Regions from separate parts of the Sus scrofa genome. Here region 1 is linked to region 2. Evidence: chromatin contacts called from public Hi-C data. All regions are on one chromosome and are shown on one strand. The core of a region is the stretch at or near the end of the contact, and the rest is flanking DNA. Distances in the headings are between cores, read along the strand shown.

What was found. Hi-C and Micro-C count contacts between places; a contact is called where the count stands out from the background.
Region 1: a contact with region 2 is called in a Hi-C map of subcutaneous adipose tissue, with 2.3 times the contacts expected there. The contact joins two enhancer-like sites. A contact is called at or near these places in 20 of 47 Hi-C or Micro-C datasets (adipose tissue, alveolar macrophages, brain and 13 more) and 2 of 2 datasets of contacts at active chromatin or transcription factors (alveolar macrophages and skeletal muscle).

The regions. Positions count from the first base shown.
Region 1 is chr2:46,092,264-46,099,096 of Sscrofa11.1, forward strand. No RefSeq gene overlaps it. Among named protein-coding and RNA genes, the nearest start is that of ARNTL, 150 kb to the left of the region's middle. Within about 2 kb of position 4,233, at least 20 of the 83 cell types and tissues checked have an H3K27ac peak or open chromatin away from gene starts, as enhancers often do. A contact at or near this core is called in omental adipose tissue, retroperitoneal adipose tissue and subcutaneous adipose tissue, where this site is marked.
Region 2 is chr2:45,957,935-45,964,299 of Sscrofa11.1, forward strand. It overlaps a transcript of ARNTL not described here. Among named protein-coding and RNA genes, the nearest start is that of ARNTL, 20 kb to the left of the region's middle. Within about 2 kb of position 3,592, at least 13 of the 83 cell types and tissues checked have an H3K27ac peak or open chromatin away from gene starts, as enhancers often do. A contact at or near this core is called in omental adipose tissue, retroperitoneal adipose tissue and subcutaneous adipose tissue, where this site is marked.

The sequences.
Region 1 (6,833 bases), core at 2,983-5,482, 130 kb after region 2:
GGAAGACCTGGGCCTCCATAGGAACAGAAAGGGGTCCCCCCCCCCCCCCCGCCGCCACCTGCCAGGACCAGGGCACTGCCTTGGGATACCATTGAACATCTCAGCATTCAGCTATGGCAATCCGGATGTGGGGCTGCTTAGTCACTTTGTACTTAATGTTGTGCAGGTTTTATAAAGGTCTGGCAATTATGCAATTTCTTTCTTCTGGGCTGTGTTAGGATCTGAGAAATCTGTGGCTGCCTCCCAACTCTTAGCAGCCTTTTGATCATAAGGAAACAGGAACTGTGACCCTCAAGGAGCAGATGGGTCAAAGGGTCCTACTCTCCTTTTATTTCTTATCAAAATCAATGCCAACTACTGCCCAGCCTTCCCACAGTGTTTCCTGCCCCTCACTTGGACCCCAGACCTAGCAGGGCTTCCTTGGTGGAGAGGTGATCACAAGCTCATGGAGACACAACTTTTTCTTGCTTTATCTGGATAAGGATGAAAAACTCTCTTCCTAGTTCTCAAAAACCTGAAAGTCAAGCAGATAAAATTTCTAAACAAAGCTGGACTTCAAACAGAAGATTTGCTCTCATTATTGGCTCTCTTTTCTCAAAGCATGTCTGCAGCCTTTCTCTGGGGTGAGCATGTGGACGTGCCTGAGATGGATCAGGAGCCAGCCTATCTGTGCCCTTCAAGAAGGAAAACACTATATGGCAGAGCTAGGAGGTTCTACACCTGAGGCTGGGGAAACTCCTGAGAGTTGCCAGCTCAGATGGGACAAAATAGATAAGGCGTATAGGCTGGCTGGCTTGCTTATTTATTTATTTAGCTATTTATTTAGCATTTTAGGGCTGCACCTGTGGCATATGGTGGTTCCCAGGCTAGGGGTCTAATCGGAGCTACAGCTGCTGGCCTGCACCACAGCCACAGCAATGCCAGATCCGAGCTGCATCTGAGACCTACACCACAGCTCAAGGCAACGCTGGATCCTTAACCCACTGAGTGAGGCGAGGGATCGAACCTGCCACCTCATGGTTCCCAGTCGGATTTGTTTCTGCTGTGCCACGATGGGAACTCCTATTCATTTATCGAATAATTTACTTTTCCTGAATGGATAAATCCATGCACATGAAACAAAATTGGAAAGATCCCCAAGAGTTGACAATGAAAAATAAATCTTAAAAAAAAAAAAAAAAAAACCAAACCCTCGGGAGTTCCCATTGTGGCACAGCGGAGACAAATCTGACTAGTATCCATAAGGATGCAGGTTCGATCCCTGGCCTCGCTCAGTGGGTCGGGATCTGATGTTGCCATAAGCTGTGGTATAGGTCACAGATGTGGCTCGGATCCCATGTTGCTGTGGCTGTAGCACAGGCTGACAGGTGCAGCTCTGATTCGACCCCTAGCCTGGGAACTCCATATCCTGCAAGTGTGGCCCTAAAAAGCAAACAAAACAAAACAAAACCCAAACCCTCTTCTAGGCCCCAACTAGTCTCTATGGAGGCAATGGTGTGCAGAAGAACTCGGACTAGGAGACAGGGGTCAGATGCTCAGCTCAATGGCTGAGAAAGGAGGAACCAAGGGAGCTGGTGTGACCATCACTGTGGAGGAGCATGATTGGAAGTGAGGAGTGGGGAAGGGGGAGGAGAGCTTGTAAAATGTCAGAAATGGGGACCCCATAAATAGAAAATCCATTACAGAAGGCAAATGAGGAGCCTGGCTGAAAAAGACAAATCCCAGGGCTGAATGGGACCATGCCAATTGCAGGGTTCTGAAAAGGACAAAGAAGCCAGAAGAGGAGCGTGGCAATGTGAGTCTGGTTTTCAAAGAGCAGGTGAAGTTTGGCTGCCTTTAGAAGACCATGTAGGGTTTGCACACGGGGGGCTGGGAGAGGGAGGGCATTCTAGAACATGGCACCTGCAGGCCAGAGTCAGAAGGTGAGGCTGAGGGATGATAAGAGGGGCGTTTACCTATAAGCCTGGCTGATATATCCAAGTGTGCAAGGAAATGGAGCTGGACCAATAATAGAGAATTTGGAAAACTGGCTCGAGATAGTTGGACTTGAGACTCAAGAATACATTTGGGAAGATGAGGAAAATAAAGTGTTTCCTAATGAGGTTCTACATGTGTCCGATTAATGTCCTGTTTGGACACCTCCTTGGTGAAGCTTTCTTTGTTCTTCTCTCCAAAAGCGAAACCTTCCTCCTGTACTGTGTTTCTGCTTTTCTACTCATTCACCTTGTCATTATCCATATACATGCTTGGCTTCCCTATGAGAGTGTCTTAATTATTTCTCATTCTCATGTTTCTGGAACCACCAATAATAACAGCAGCCACTATAATAGCTATGATTTATTGCGTGCTTACCATGTGCCAGGCACAGTTTTATATACAGTACAGACATTATCCTAATAAATTCTTCCAACAACCTGATGAAATATATACCTATTATTAGCTCTACATTACAGATGAGACTGGAGCACAAGGAATTTAATTGCCCAGGGTCACATTGCTGGTAGGTAGGGGCCAGGATTTGAACTTTAGAAGTTTATTCACAGAGCCGACATTGTCCATTATTTTAAGGATGATGATAACATTTGGGGGATGTTTGGGAAGGACCAGGGACAGAGCAAAGTGTTTTATATGCAGTAAGTCATACAATCCTTCAACAACCTTAGGAGGGAGGTCTCATAATTGTCTCCCTTTTTGGCTGATAAGAAAATGGAATCTTGGAGTTCCCATCGTGGCGCAGTGGTTAATGAATCTGACTAGGAACCATGAGGTTGCCGGTTCGATCTCTGGTCTCGTTCAGTGGGTTAAGGATCCAGCATTGCCGTGAGCTGTGGTGTAGGTTGCAGACTCCACTTGGATCCCACGTTGCTGTGGCTGTGGCTGTGGCCAGTGGCTACAGCTCTGATTCGACCCCTATCCTGGGAACCTCCATATGCCCCCGGAGCAGTGCAAGAAATGGCAAAAAAGACAAAAAAAAAAAAAAAAACCCACAAAAAAACAGAAAACGGAATCTTAAGCCATGTCTAAATCATGGAGGAAGAAATCAAAGCGTCTTGATGCATGGCCCCAGACTCTTAGCCGTTGTTCTTAGACCAAATCCCAGCCAGCACAGAGTATGTGCTCAGTGGATAGTCACACGACAAATAAGTGAATGAAATAAAGGAAGGAGGAAAGGAGTGAAGAAAGCGTGGAGGCAGAAAAAAAGGAAGAAAGGAGTGAAGCAAATAGAGAAAATAGAGAAAAATAAATCTAACGGGCTATTGTACTCAGCTCTCTCTCAAACTCAATCATGGCTGGTAATATAAATAGTCTGTTACCTACATATTATGAGCATGCTCCCTGGAAGTAAAAGCTTTAACTCAACAAAAGAGTCACTAATGTGAAATTCCAGAATACCACAAGCTGGTGGCTCTTGGGAGCAGAAGGAGCTTCCCAGAGCCCAGGTAAGTGAGCCGGCAATGAATTTCTTCACCAGCCTTAACACACTTCCTTGGAATAGCACGTGACAATGAGGATCGGTTACTTTAAAATCACCCACACTCAAGAGGTCACCTTTTGGAAATATGTCTCAGTGTTTGGTTGCTCCGAAGAGACATGATTCATCTCTATCGTTCTGCGACCCAGACTGACCCTCCGAATGAATGAACGCTGATACGGCTGCTGTCTTCCAGGAGGATGTTTTTTGGGGATGCTGGACAACATGGGAGCGGGTGTGTGTTCTGTTTCTCTCTTGCCATCTGCCTCAGGAAGGGACGAAATTTCTGCAGGCCAGGCAGGCCTGCTGGAGGTCATTTTCTTAGGTTAATGAAGCCATGCCTGGTGGATTTTTCTACCACAGACAGGAAGGCCTCCGTTTAGCACATTAACAGTAACCATATTTTCCAAACCCCAAATAGGGGCACAGTGTCTGGCCCAGCACTGAATTCTGCTTTATGAATGTAGTCACGTGACCCTCCCACCGAGGAGGCACAAAAATGACATCATCCGTCACCAGCCCTGTAATGAACTGCCTTCATGGAAGGTAAAACGGCAGGATGTCAGGGACCCCCAGGGATACAGAGACCCGTAGTCCTTGGGCCCCCAGAGCCAGAGGTCTTTAAGAAGAGCGGGGAAGGGGCCTCCCTGCCCCACAGATGGAGAGGGCCTGGGTGACACGGCATTGCTCATGGTCCCTGTGGTTAATGAGCTCACCCTTGGGCCGCCGGCTGGTCTGCTGCTAGCTAGCTGCCAGCCTCTCGGGCTGTGAGTCAGCCGTGGGCTGTCACTCGATCCAGCTGGGGCACGGTGCGGCGGGAGCCTCCCTGACCCCAGCACAGAGGCTGCAGCTGGAGTTGGGGAAGCCTGCCCTGCCCAGGCCACGGGCGGCTTCTCTCCCCTGGGCGCCTGGTGGGGGAGCAGCTCACCCGGATCAGAATTCAGGGTGTTGTTAAGAAGCCCCTTGTCACTCCCCTAGCCATCCCATCCCTGCTAGAGGAAGCGAGCCCGCCCTGGAAGGAGACTCGCTGTGTGTGCCGTGTGCACACACACCCAGTGCGCTTTGAAGCACTCCAGAGATTTCACTGAATTAATCTCCTTTGTCCTGCACACAATTCCAGTGGAATTAGTCAGTTTTAATGGGTAGCATCTCATCCCACTTCCGTTTTGGCCTGGAAGTACACCCACTAGCCTCTCCCTCCAGAGCCTTTGTTTTTTAGCTCCTGGTCAGTAGCTAGTTGGTCTCTTAACCCTTCCATGGCCACACTGGATGAGGAGGGGAGAGGGAAAGAATATTCACTGAGGTTTCCCAGGGCAGGAGCCTCTGCATGTTTTGTTACCCTGATGAGTCTTCACCTTAATCCTCCAAGGTAGGAATTATTGTCCATTTTCCAGATGAAGAAACTGAGGGCCAAGCAAGTTAGGTAGTGTGTTCAAGGTCACCAAGCTAGTGAGAGGCTCAGTTCAAATTGGAGTCCATATGATTCCTTGACCCCTGCTAATTCCATTAACCAGCATAGCAGGAGAGTTATTTGGAGGAAATCTCTATTCCTCACATTGTTTTTGTTCTTTTTTTGCAAAAAAAAAAAAAAAAACCTTTTCCCACAGCCCCTCACTATAGGAAAGCTTCTTGTTAGCTGCATGGCCCTGTTCTCAGTCACAGGGTGAGTTTTGACAATGTGATGACACAGTGTTGCCAAGTGCAGACAGGGCACGGTCACCCACGTGACCAGACCACACACCACTCTGGAGCGCTCAGAGAGCAGGCAATTGCCTTTCTTTCAATTCTTTGGGTTCAGAGGATGTCACTTGCCAATGCTATCCATCCACCTGTTCCCCCCACACTTCCCTGCCCCAATCTCCCCACTTTGCTGTCCTGCCCTGGCCTCCAGCTTCTCTGCTCTTCCCTCTGTCCTGTTCCTACTGGAATTTTCTAAACCAAAGTGTATTCGTACGGCATTATCTTCTGTTTAAAAACTACCAGCAATCTCACCCTGGGTATATGTCCAAAGGAAATGAAATCAGGATCTTGAAAAAATTATCTGCTCTCCCATGTTCACTGCAGCATTATTCACAATAACCAAGACATGGGAACAATCTAGGTGTCTGTGGATGGGTGAATAGAGAAAAAAAATGGGGTACATATTTATACGAAGAAATATCATTCTGTCTTAAGAGAGAAGAAAATCCTGCTGTTTGCAACAATGTGGAAGAACTTGGAGGACGTTTGGCTAAATGAAAGAATCCAGATACCAAAAGGCAAAAAATGCATGATCCCACTTATAATGTGGCGTCTAAACTAGCTGAACTCACAGGGTAGAAAGGTGGTTGATGACCAAGGAGTTCCTGCCATGGCTCAGCGGAAACGAATCTGACTAGCATCCATGGGGATGCAGGTTCGATCCCTGACCTTGCTCGGTGGGTTAAGGGTCCAGTGTTGTCGTGAGCTGTGGTGCAGGTTGCAGACGTGGCTCGGATCTGGCATTGCTGTGGCTGAGGTGTAGGCCAGCGGCTACAGCTCCGATTCAACCCCTAGCCTGGGAACCTCCATATGCCAAGGGTGCAGCTCTAAGAAAGGTGGTTACCAGAGGTTTGCTGGGGATGGAAGAGTGGAGATGGGAACAGCGGGAAGATATTGCTCAAAGGGCACAAAACTTGGCTAAAGAGGATGAATACGTTCTGGGGATCTAATGTATAGCACGGTGAATATAGTTAACAAGACTGTATTGTACACTTGACATTTGCTAAGAGGTCGATCTTCAGTGTTACAAAGGTAACTATGTGAGGTGATGGCTGTGTTACCTAGTTTAATTGTGGTGATCATTTCACAAGGTAGGGACACATATATCAAAACACCACACTGTGTGCCTTAAACAGACACAATTTTAAAAGAGATAATCATTGCTATTTATGGCTTTACAGTAACTTTTGTTTTCTTTTTAATTTAATTTAATTTTTTAAAATTTTTTGGTCTTTTTGTCCTTTTTAGGGCCACACCCGTGGCATATGGAGGTTCCCAGGCTAGGGGTCTAATCTGCCCATGCCAGAGCCACAGCAACATGGGATCTGAGCCACATAATGCGACTTCCACCACAGCTCATGGCAATGCAGGATCCTCGACCCATTGAGCAAGGCCAGGGATCGAACCCGCAACCTCATGGTTCCTAGTCAGATTTGTTTCTGCTGTGCCACAGTGGGAACTCCAATTTAATTTTATTTTATATTGGAGTACGGTCGATTTGCAATGTTGTGTTAGTTTCAGGTACACAGCAAAGTGAGTCAGCTATACACATACACATACCCATTATTTTTCAGATTCCTTTCTCATGTAGGTTATTACAGAATATTGAGTAGAGTTCCCT
Region 2 (6,365 bases), core at 2,342-4,841:
AAAAGCTCCATCCCAAGTAAGACAAAGAGGGCAGGGTTGGCTTGCACCCACCCACCTCTTGCCAGGAGAGCAAGGATACCCCAACTGGTCACCAGGCCGTGAAGCAACGAGAGTTCTGGGGGCATGGCAGGTGTGTAGAACTGGTTAAACAGTTAACCAGATGATCCTTCCTCCTTCAACTCTGAGGGACTGGGAACCTTTCTGAAACGGATTTGTTTACTTGCTGGCCCTGGCAAGCACAGTTGGAGGGGAGGGGATTTCGTCATATGATGAATCTCAGGGCCCTGAACCAGTGCCCTGGATCTAAGATGTTCCTCAGAGCGTTTCCTGACCTTACGCATAACTCTGCAGGTTCCTCTTTTAGCTAAAACGGACTCGGCTTGTTTTCTCTCATCGGTCTCTTTGCTACACAAGGAATAAACAACATTTCAGTGATTTTGGTTTCATTTTTCTGGGCTCTGGTTACAGCAAGTGAACGTCACATGCCTAAGAATCTGAAACAGCATGAGTTGTAGAGCTCAAGATACTTTTCTGAGAAAACAGTCAGTGCAGGGATTACAACAAAAATAACAGCACAGAAACTGTAGCAGCAGAAACCACACACTGGGCTTTTCGTTCTGTGCCAGGCAGTGCTTTTTCCTTTAGTTCTCAATTAGAAGAAGTAACATTCTCAGAGAGGTCTAGTTAAACTGCCTGTCGTTTCTCAGTGCTGCAGTGGGAAAGCCAGGATTCAAACTCAGGTTCATCTGACTCCAAAGGTCTGTGACAGGTGAAGGAGTATTATCCTTTCTGAATTCAATGGAGCAAGACAAAAGTAAAGCCTGCCGTAAATCAATAAAAAAGCAACCACCGCAGTGGAAAACAAGGAATATGAATAGGCAATTCACAAAATTCACACAAACCATTTGTGCAGGCAGAGGCCACAAAACAACAGAAATAAACTTGGTGCAAAGCAAGGAGTCTGGCCAGGTTTCCTTTCCGTAAAGATCTACGCATTGACGTTACATATATATATATATACACACACAGATGGGAGGAGTGAAAAAAACAGAGCTGGCAAAGATGAAAAAAGATGATAATAAAAACTATGCTTCAGGCTCTTCAAGATCACATATTTCCTAAAACGGCCAGGGGAAATATCAAAACACCTTATTTTTCTGACAATGAATGCAGTTAAATTCTGACTTCTATTACATATCCTTATGTAAAAGGACATTTCTAAGATAAGTGAGACACTTTTTTTTTTTTTTTTTGTCTTTTTAGGGCGGCACCCATAGCACATGGAGGTTCCTGGGCTAGGGGTCGAATCAGAACTGTAGCCACTGGCCTACGCCACAGCCACAGCCACACCAGATCTCTGAACCATGTCTGCAACCTACACACAGCTTACAGCAATGCCAGATCTTTAACCCACTGAGCGAGGCCAGGGATCAAACCTGCGTCCTCTTGGTTACTAGTCAGATTCATTTCCGCTGAGCCACGATGGGAACTCTGAAACTGTTTCTTTTTTTTTTTTTTCAAGTCTATCCTAAGGTGTCTCCAGCTGATTTATAGGCAAGCACAGACACACACACACACACAGACACACACACACACACAGACACACACACACACTCCCTCTCTTGTACTTTCAAAGACTCAATACGAATATTTTTAAACAGTCTTTTCATTCTCTCGAAAAAAAATTTATAATAGAATGTACCAACACTCATAATTTCAAAAATAATCAACTTGACGATGATACAAAGAAGAAAGAAAATAAAGCTAGTTAAAACAAAATAGTATGTCCATCAGTATGTAAAGGTTGGGCACAGCTACTCTAGAAGACATAGTGAAAGGAATAAGGAGATGCTTGTATCTATTTATAACAACATGCCCAAGAGGTCCTATGTGGGCACTATGTCCCATTCAGAACGTTTCAACTCTTCTACAAAGAGAGGGGTCAAAGAGGGGTTAAGGTATTTACTCAAAGCTGTGCAGGAAATCAATAGCAGAGTAGAAGGTGGAGGAGAAAGGGAACTATTGTTTTTTTTTTTTTTTTTTTTTTTTTGGTCTTATTGTCTTTTAGGGCCACACCTGCGGCATATGGAGTTCCCAGGGTAGGGGTCGAATGGGAGCTACAGCTGCCGGCCTACACCACAGCCACACCAACGCCAGATCCACACCACAGCTCTCGGCAAGGCCGGATCCTTAACCCACTGAGCGAGGCCAGGGATCGAACCAGAGTCCTTATGGATGCTAGTCGGGTTCATTAACCACTAAGCCACGACGGGAACTCTGAAAGAGAATTATTGTAATATTTTATTTATTAACTGCTAGACAGTGTGCCAGATGACTTTTTTAAATGTCCATCCAGGATCTCATAATCTTCCTACCAACTTTAGGGGTTAGTTCTATTATCATCCCCAATTTTCAGACTACCTTTCAGGGAGGTTAGGGCCCTGTTTTGCAAGGAGAAAACCAGCTTTTATCTAGTCTTTTTTCTATTGCATCAAGCTACCCTCCCTCCAAGTTTCTGGGCTCACCACCTTAGAAATCACGTCTCCTCCCACTGTGACTGGGATGCATGCTCTCTGAAAAGCAACTGACACAGAGAAAGATGGTTCAATTCCCGTTTCTCAGCCCTTCTTGCTCAGCCGGTGTGTGGCCAGTGTCTAGATCAGGCAAGCCCAGGGGCCCCTGAGCACAGGTAGCAGACTCTTAATGAAGTCATGAGTCCCACTTTTCTCAGGATGCTTGGGGAGCCTAGACCGAGCTGCCAGGGTCAGGCAGGATGACCAGATTGACTGCAGGCTGGGTCTTGGAGACTGTTCCTGCCCCAGAAATTCCCATGCCTCCACAGCCCCACTCCATGCCCCACAAGAAAGGAGGCAGCTGAGGGGCTGGGGTCCGTGCCACCAAAGCAGGAAAGGCCAGGCAGTGAATGAGAGCTTGGTTGCCAAACACTGAGGTATCAGGCGTGGGGAATGGTCTGAAAACAGCCCCTGCAGCTTCTGCTCATTTAACCCTCAAAACATGCCTAGGAAAAGACAGAGTTGCTTCTATCTTACAGACGAGACCACAAGTGACTTACATCTAGTTACGCACCCGGTGAAGGGCAAGGCCAATGCTCAAGCCCAGGTCAGACTGGCCCTGACCTGTCCCTTCCCAGTTCTCTGTCCTGCATTTCCAAAACCCCTCCTGATGCACTTGTTCCAAGAAAATGTGTACCTGGCATCTGCCATCCCAGCTTTGGAGGGTGGGTGGGCACTGCCTCCCTTGACGCCACAACCCCTGGGGCTATTTTGAGCAGCAAGGTTTGATTAGGGACTTGAAGAGACGGTACAGTCTTCAAATTCTTAGGCACCTTTCTCTCTCTGCTTTCTGACCACAAAATCATGACTGAGCATTTTAAACAAGAAACTTACGGCATTTGACTTCATGTGCCGGAAGAGAAAATACTATAAGCCCACCGTCATCACTCTGATCTAAACCCACTGCATCATGAACCCTGCAGGGCCTGGCAGAATTAGGATGAACCCATTGTTGGTGATAGGGCAAAGGCCTCTGAGGAGGTTTCATAGGAAATTGTTCGACTCACGCTCTCTTCAAATGACCTCTTGCAAAATAAGTTGAAGTCGGGCCCAGCCCAATCTCATGCAGCCCAGGGTTACTTTTAGAGCTAAGGTTGTAAGATATGACAGCCCTGCAGCTAAAGGCATAGGTGTTGGAGCCAAACCACCTGGGCCCAATCTTTGCTCTGCCACTTCCTTGTGTGATTCTGGACATCTGACCTCTGCTCCTCAGTCTTCTCATTAACAAAACGCGGATATTGACAGCACCCACCTCAGGTGATGGTGAGTAGTAAGGACGATAACTCATGTGAGGAGCCTAGAACAGTGCCTCAGTGAATGTCGCCAATTATTAAAATTCAGATCGACTGCCATGTCACCCAAGGATGACGGAAGGCACTGGAGAATGTGGGGGCCCTGGGGAGGGACAGAAGAGGGTGGGGGAGAGAAAGGAAGGGAGCCATGAGCACGACTTCCAAACTCTGAAGGTGGAATCGCGCCGCGCCTACGGACCTTTGTTCTGTGTTGCTACAAAGGGCAGAACCAGGTCAATGAGGAAACAGTCCAAGAGGCAGATTGGGATTAGAATAAAGAAGGATTTTCTAACAGGCAAACACGTCCAGAAAGGAGGAGCAGAAGGCTTGGAGCATGGGTGCCAAAGGGGCGAGGGGCCCTGACTATCCCAGAGAGTACAGATGGGAGTTTCCTGCACAGGAGGGTGGCCAGAGGAAGTGACCCCTGATGCCCTTCCCCTGGACCATTCTATCACTCTGATAAGGAGCAAATACGTGCTGATAGCCAGGGTGGGGCTCATCAGCCTGAAGGAGGGAGGATGGACTTTGGCCCGGTCTTAACATACACAGCCTCAGGACTTTCACTTAGTGCTCTCAGAACACCAAGAAGCAGTGGCAAGGTGGCTCAGACCACCTTGGGCTCCGTGAACCAAGGGCTCAGTGAACCAAGACACTGCCTGAAGGCTCACTGGGTGCCTGGCACTGTGATCCAGAGAAAGAGTGACGTGACAGGGCTACGGCAACACACCATGAACATTTTATTTATTTATTTATTTATTGTCTTTTTAGGGCTGCACCCACGGCATATGGGGGTTCCCAGGCTAGGGGTCACTTGGTGCTGTAGCCACCGGCCTACGCCACAGCCACAGCCATGCCAGATGCAAGCTGCATCTGTGACCTACACCATAGCTCACAGCAACGCCAGATCCTTGATCCACTGAGTGAGGTCGGGGATCGAACCTGCATCCTCATGGATGCTAGTCAGATTCATTTCCACTGAGCCATGACGGGAACGCCAACATTTTCTTATTCTGGGGAATTTAAAGCTGGCATCAATTACAGATGCCAGTGTTACCTGGGGACGAACAGTATGAAGTGATGGGGGCTACTGACTCCAGGGCTGGGCTGGGACAGGTGGTTGTTCTAGTTCGCGGGCGACTTCCCAACCTCCTCTTGGGCGGAGGTTTCCGTGTTCTCTGCCACAGAACCCTTCATGGACACAACCCCTGACCTGGCTTTACTTGATCTCCTGGGCTGACGCTGGGACACAGGGAAATGGCCAGGAGCAGGAAACTGGACAGAGAAAAGGGAGAATCTGCTCCTAGGAAAGGGTTCAGAGTGGGACACTCAAGAAGACTCCTCCATCCTGAAACCATGTTACCTTTATAACTCTAAAAATTAAAAACTTTATCAACAAAAAGATGACTAAGCTATATTAAAACTATAACATAAACTCGAGAAAAAAAAATAAGCAATTTCCAAACTGAAGCTCCCCAACTATGTTCCACGTTGTAGAAACTGCTAATTTACACACTCTCAACTCTTGAGAACTCGAAAGCAGGTGAGTGGTTGTGGGTATCAAAAGATAAAGGAAAAAAATTATGGAGGTGACACTGGGGATGTTCTTATGTGCTGACTTCATTCTCTGCCACCTGGAAACTTGGTCTGATAATACATTTGAGGAACATGGTCCAGGGCAAGGAAGACGGACCATTTCTGCCCGGAGAAGATGCACTTGATACCCCAAAAGCCCAGACTGAGTAACTCAGGCTGCTGAGCTGCCAGGTCTGCCATGGTCCTGGTACCTCCCTCCCCACCAGGACCTCCTCCTCCACGGTTGTAAGTCCAGTCCCAGCACGTCCCTGTCCCTCCCTCTCCAACTGTCTATCTGTCTGTAACCCCCACAGCTTCATCCAGGCCCCAGGATCTCTCCTCTCACTTGTTCCCCTCTGTGCTGCCTGCTATAGCATCAATTGAAAGCCAATGGCCTCCAGGGTTGCCAAGAGGTGACTTCTGAAACTTCCACAGTCCCTCCTTCCTCCTAAAGGCTTCCTCAGCCTCTCCGTCCCCTCCCAGCCTCAGAAAGAGAACTAACACCTGGAGCCCACCCAGCCTGGGCATGTGCCAGGTTCAACCCAGGATGAGCGACACAGGATCCAGTGCCAGCTCCAGTCCACGGATACTGGCTGTCCAGAGGGCCACACAAAGAAGGATCCTCAGGGTCAGAAAAAAGACTGCCACCATCAGTCACTACCCTTCTACCTGGGACTCAGAGGACTGGGACCAGCAGCGCTCATGCCACCTCTATGCTATCCCAGGAACAAGGCAAGAATGTCCCCTGGAACTCAGACCAGCTGTCCCTGGCCTGTACCCCCGTCCTTCACTCCCTCTGATGTTCCCTCAAGATCTCCCCAATGATCCATTCCCGGGCTTCTCCCCAACTGTAATATTTATAGTTACCTGCACTGGTGCCCACCGCTGCACCAGACTTTCCCTCTTCAACATGCAGCAAACGTGCTGC